2 separate regions of the Mus musculus genome follow, and region 2 is linked to region 1. The links are chromatin contacts, called in public ChIA-PET maps. All regions are on one chromosome and are shown on one strand. Each heading gives the region's core, a stretch centred on a gene start, on an enhancer-like site or on the middle of the called end of the contact. The rest is flanking DNA. Distances are from core to core; before and after follow the strand shown. Region 1 holds the start of Slfn2 (schlafen 2). Region 2 holds the start of AI662270 (expressed sequence AI662270).

Evidence for each region. ChIA-PET counts read pairs in DNA pulled down with a chosen protein or histone mark.
Region 2: an RNA polymerase II ChIA-PET map of memory CD8 T cells shows a contact between it and region 1, with 182 read pairs. The contact joins the promoter of AI662270 here to the promoter of Slfn2 in region 1. A contact is called at or near these places in 13 of 39 promoter capture datasets (the 3T3-L1 cell line, the C10 cell line, the HPC-7 cell line and 8 more), 1 of 15 datasets of contacts at CTCF or cohesin (the NIH/3T3 cell line), 1 of 484 Hi-C or Micro-C datasets (B cells), 10 of 115 datasets of contacts at active chromatin or transcription factors (the 230-238 cell line, the HPC-7 cell line, acute myeloid leukemia and 7 more) and 3 of 9 other capture datasets (adipose tissue, embryonic stem cells and liver).

Annotation. Positions count from the first base shown.
Region 1 is chr11:83,063,854-83,066,553 of GRCm38.p6, reverse strand. Slfn2 (schlafen 2) reads right to left here and starts at 1,442. Exons shown (of 2, transcript NM_011408.1): 1 at 1,211-1,442. The coding sequence starts at 1,260. It overlaps Gm20234 (a long non-coding RNA gene), which reads left to right. Exons shown (of 2, transcript XR_388923.4): 2 at 498-813.
Region 2 is chr11:83,222,253-83,224,952 of GRCm38.p6, reverse strand. It overlaps AI662270 (expressed sequence AI662270), which reads right to left and starts at 1,377. Exons shown (of 4, transcript NR_015519.1): 1 at 1,302-1,377; 2 at 643-743; 3 at 322-501.

The sequences.
Region 1 (2,700 bases), core at 193-2,692:
ATCTGAGACTTGTTCCTTCACAAAAAAAAAAAAAAAGGCTGGGTGATCTACAAACCCAGGCATGTAAACTCATTAACCACCCTGCAGTTTTAGGTCTGCTTTACCATTCAGACTCCCATCCGCCGCTCCCACCCCAACCCCCCAACCCCCAACCCCCCCAACCCCCAAAATGCTAGTGTCGACTAGAGAAAGTTCTCAGAGACTTTGGTCTGGAATTTAAAGTGTCTTGTTAGCTGTCCTCAGAGGGAAAGAGCATGGCATCCAGATGCAGGCACTGCAGATTGGCAGGCAAACACAGAGGCAGGAGCAGTAGTAGCTGCCTCTTGGAGGAAAAGAAGAGATGGAGAATTCTTTGCACACCTCTGAAAGTGCTTGGCAGTTGGTGGAAGAGAACATTATAAGCTTTTCAGGGCTCTAGTGCACCTATCTCGTTTCTCATCTTGAATACAGTTCCCCTTCTTCCTGTCGCTCAGACACATTTACTTATCCTCCCACAGGATCCAGTGGGGAACCCTCAAGATGCTCTGATGACCAGCAGGAGCCTGATTTCCTAGGGACTAGAGGCTGCTTATTTCTTCTCCTGCCCCTGCTAACTGTGCCAGGTGCCTGCTGTGTGTGGATAAAAGGGCCCCACACACCACAGATATCTCTCCCCCTTCCTCTCCCCTTCTCCTCCTCTGCTCTCATTTCTCTCAACCTTACCTCCTGTGTGTTTCCATGTCTCTCTCTGCCTGTCTGCCCTTTTCCCTCCTTACTGTTTCAACTCTGAGGCACCTTTCACTCTCCTCTCCCAAATAAACCTCTTACACGAGATCTGTTGCATGACATATTTTCTCAGGGATACACCATGGCACAGACCTGCCAAAAGTACCCAACGCCTGGCTTGCATTTTCATCCTCCCACCGTCTGCCTCAATAGTTCAGGCTCAGGCCAAGCAGAACCTAAGCTCTCTCCCTGGTCCTCCCCTGAACCAAGAAGACACAGGCATTTGCCCTCCCAGACAGCTCACCAGGTGCCTAATCCCTTCACAGCCGGTTTGTTAACACTTTGTTAAAATGGGCTACCAAGGCTCTAAGGAGCCAAGATGCCAGTAGAGACAGAAACTAACCATGGTCCCAGAGCAACTAGACTGTACCCAGGGTTGGAAGTGAGGGACAGAAATGACATTAGGGGTAGGACTTGAGTAGACTATATGTCTGTGGTTACTTACCTCTGAGTTCTGTGGTTGCTTTGCTCAGTTGCCTCAAGTCTAGTACCCATGTCAGCAGTCTTGGTAAAGCAGGCTAGTGTCACCTGAGAAAGACCCTCTGTCTGCAACAAGTCCTGGCCAGCAGATGTCTTCGCCGGTGGGCTTTGGCACTTGGAAGAGTTCTAACTGCAGCCCTGGTTGTGTGTTCACCTCTAAGCCCATGTGAGTTCTTTGTTCCTTGCTGCATTAAAGCATTGCACAGACTGGTGGAAGACTGGAAATCCCAGAACTGTCACCCTCCAGGAAGTGAAAGCCCTGCCTCCACTTTTCTATTGGGCAGACTGTAACACAAGCTCACAGTTGACTAGTCAGATTTCTATCTGCCTCAGGCATTCCCAAGCAGCAAAGTCCATTTGCTCAAAAGAGCAGGTGCCCTTGTTAACGCCTTTAGAGTCCCTCCAGTCCCGGGTTTAAGATGGGCACAGCAGGATCCTCTCTGCCAGCAGATTCCTTCTCTCTATGGGATTCCCAGGGCTACCCTAAAGCAGTACACCTCTTTTGCTACTTTGTTACAGTAACACCTCCCTAACCAGCCTTAAGAAACTGATTGGGGAGGGGGGGTGGGGTGGGAGAGGGGGCTTGAGGGAAGGGAAAGGGAGTTGGGGGTGGATGGGAGAGGGAGTTGGGGGAGGAAGGAAGGACCGGGGCCAGGACCAGGAAAGGGGATAACATTTGAAATGTAAATAAAGAAAATATCCAATAAAATAAATATTAAAAAAGAAAAGATAAGAAAAGAAAAGAAATAGGGCTGGAGAGATGGTTCAGTGGATAAGAGCACTGACTGCCCTTCCAGAGGTCCAGAACTCCACTGTCCCTCCAGCCTAAGGGTCCAGAACAGGGCTCTTTCTTCCCTGTGGGCTGTTTCATTGCCTGTCACCACCAGACCAGCTCTGAGGAAACTGACTCAGAGACCTTTAGAATCTCTTTCTTAATCTCTAATTTAAGAAATAAAGTACAGGAGGTTTCTGGAGTTCTCGTGGGTTGATGGAAACATGCAAAAACGTAAAGGAGAATATTTGCATCAGTAATGAAGAAGACCAAAAATGAAGAAAGACAAAATTTTCCTTCTGTACTTGTCAGGAGGTGAAAGAAGAAGTTGCTAGGGGGAGTCCAATGAGTCACCCTCCTCCAGTATCCCAAGCACAACCTCTTGCTCAGAACTGTACCCTCCCGTTCCTAAGGAATGTCACAAGACTAGCCAGAGACCAGGGCAAGCCAACAACCAGGGCTTTGAGGGACATGAGGAAGAAAAGAACAGGGGTAGGGAAAGTGGGGGAGCCAGGGAGGAGCAGCATCTGGACAGAGGCAGCTGCTGGGTGGAGAAAGTCCAGTGCCCATGCTCTGTGTGCCTGAAGTCTTCTCTTCTTTCTCTCCCCTCTTCACTCTCCTCCCTCCTCCCTCCTCCTCCTCCTCCTCCTCCTCCTCCGAGCTCCTCCTCCGAGCTCCTCCTC
Region 2 (2,700 bases), core at 128-2,627, 160 kb before region 1:
AGAGTAGGGAGGGGAATGAGGAGAGGGAGGAAGTGAGTAAGGGAGCAAGGGCAAGAGGAGAAGAGCAGAGAGCAAAAGTGAGGAGGGGGCAAGCAGTCCCTTTTATAGTGAGTCAGGTATACCTGGCTGTTGCCAGAAACTGTGGGCAGAGCCTAGACAAAATGCCAACCCGGGCTGCTGCACCTGGTACCTCTCTTTCCTCCCTCCCTCTCCTCCATCTCCTAAAAAAGCTAGGGACATGTTCATTCTGGACGCTCCAAGAAGATTCTGCCCCGTGGCTCTGCCTCCCTTTCAATCCACAAACTTTCTCTTCCACTATACCTGGGACCAGTCCTCTTCCTTTCTTTTTATTTCTTTTTCTCATACACATGGCGCCGAAAACCAGGACCAGTCATGTTTTCTTTCTTTCTTTCTCTTTTTCATTCAGCCAAGATGAAGGATTTTGCCCAGAACCACTCCGGGTCCCCAGAAAATGGCGGCAGAGGTAGTTTGCAGAGTCATCTAAAGGCGTATACCCATAAAGCCATTTGGCTTTCCCATCAGGTCCAATTAGAAGCAAACACATATCTTTACGTACTTCCTGCTTTTGTACCCAACCCTCCCCCTTAATTCAGGCAGGGGCATGCATGTTTCCTCACTTACCAACTGGGGGCAGGCTCCTAGAAGAAACTTCCATGCCGATGTTTCAATGTTTCGTTTTGGTAACACAAACTAACAGGCAGCCACGAAAACTCTTGACCAAACTCAATGCAGTAAAGAGTGCATTTTATACAGGGCTTTTAATATGAAGTTTCCTCCCCCCCCCCCCCATCTAATATATAGGCTAACTTATAATTGGATTTTTAAAACCTTCAGGTTGGATTTTAAAGTTAGCCTGGATGCGGAGGAAGGAAGGGCCAGCCAGGCGATACAGAGGGACTCATGTGAGCCTTGTGGCAGAAACTAAAACCACATGCTGGTCTCCTTGTCCTTTCTTGACAGCCTTCAGGGAGGGTGACAGGAGCGGTTGCAGGAAGGATGTGATAAATCTCACATACATTCAAAACATTTCTCAGGCCTCATGGTTATTTTCTGTGTTTCCTTCTCTTGCTCTCCATGATCTGAGGATATTGTTCCTTCCGCACTGGTCAGTTTCTTCTAAAGAGGCCCCCCGTGTGATTTCAGTTATATAGCAGGACTTTCTGACCCAGAAGCAGTACAAATGATGACACAGAGGCTATCGGGTATTTTAAAGCTTAAGCCTATAGCTGGGCAGATTTCCAACCAACTTTCTAGTTCATCCCGATTTGTCCTGGCATTACCTTCCATGTGTGGCCAGCTCTGCGTCTCTGCTCCTGTTCAGGTCCATCTTTCATCTCCGAGGCCCCAGGCGACTTTGGCGCCTTTGCTTTCTTTTTCCAGAGTCCCTCCCCAGGAAGTTCTGCCCTCCACTCTCTGCCCAGCTATTGGCTGTCAGCTCTTTATTACAGCCAATAAGCAAGTAAAGAAGGTCTAATATTTACAAAATATAGGACCTCTGATAGGCCACAGAAATAATACTAAGAGGCAGGCAGATTTCTGAGTTCGAGGCCAGCCTGGTCTACAAAGTGAGTGCCAGTGACAGCCAGGGCTACACAGAGAAACCCTGTCTCGAAAAAAACAAAAAAACATAACAAAACAAAAAAACAAAAACAAAAAAACCCCGACAACAACAAAAAAAGAAATAATACCAAGATCCGGCTCGCACTCAGCTGTCTGGCTAGTGCTTAGTTTGCTGATGGTTTATCCCTCAACATTGAGTATATAGAGAGCCACCTTCACATAATGCACCCCTAACTCAACTACAAGGATTTTGCTTTTACCTTTGGTGCCAGATCGTTAGTCCTGGTTTTACTCAGTGCTGGCCAGTGGATGAAATCAAGAGTCATGACCTTTTGTCTTCTCTCTCCTGAGAAGATTCCATACAGCAAGCCTGTAAGCTCCTCTCAGTAGTCTTGGTCCGTATTTAATATTTCATAAATGTTTGCTTTAAATTTGGCCTGAAGTGGTTGCGTTCATTTTTTTTTTTCCCAGCAAAACCCAGTATAAACATAAACCCTGCAGATGCACTCAGGCGATGCTGGGAGGCAGAAATCAGAGTGGCCAAGGACCTGGCACAGTCATCAGTGTTCCAATGTCTAGTTGCACAGCTAAAGTGAGAATTCCCCAGGATGCCTGGTACTCCAGGGATTATGCAAGGATGCCTCTGAAACAGACTCCTGTCCATTACATTCTCCTTGTCAGACTGATGGAACCTCTATGAGACACTAGTCATTTGTTACAGTTGTCTTTGATGTCATGTATATTTTGGTCTCTTAAGTCAATATCTGATCCATCTTTGTGTGTTAAGACTTGGAAGGCTATGAAACTAGATGACACAAGAGGGACTGATGGACCTCTGAAGGAAAGAAGTCCAATCGTTACATGTCATTGTCCTCTCTTATGTATCTATCCTATGTTTGTATGTTCTGACTCAGGGCTGTAAGGCACAGCTGCACCCAGGGCTCCAGGTGGTGCCTAGCTCCACCTTCAGCTGCTTCTTGGGAGCAGGAAAACTGCATTGATAAAAACTTCACATCTCAGAACACTGAGTATGCATAAGGGGATGGGGTTGGATGAAGGATTCACAAGTAAATCCCCGGGCTCAATGGAGAGCTTTGTAAAACCTGGGGTCCCACATGG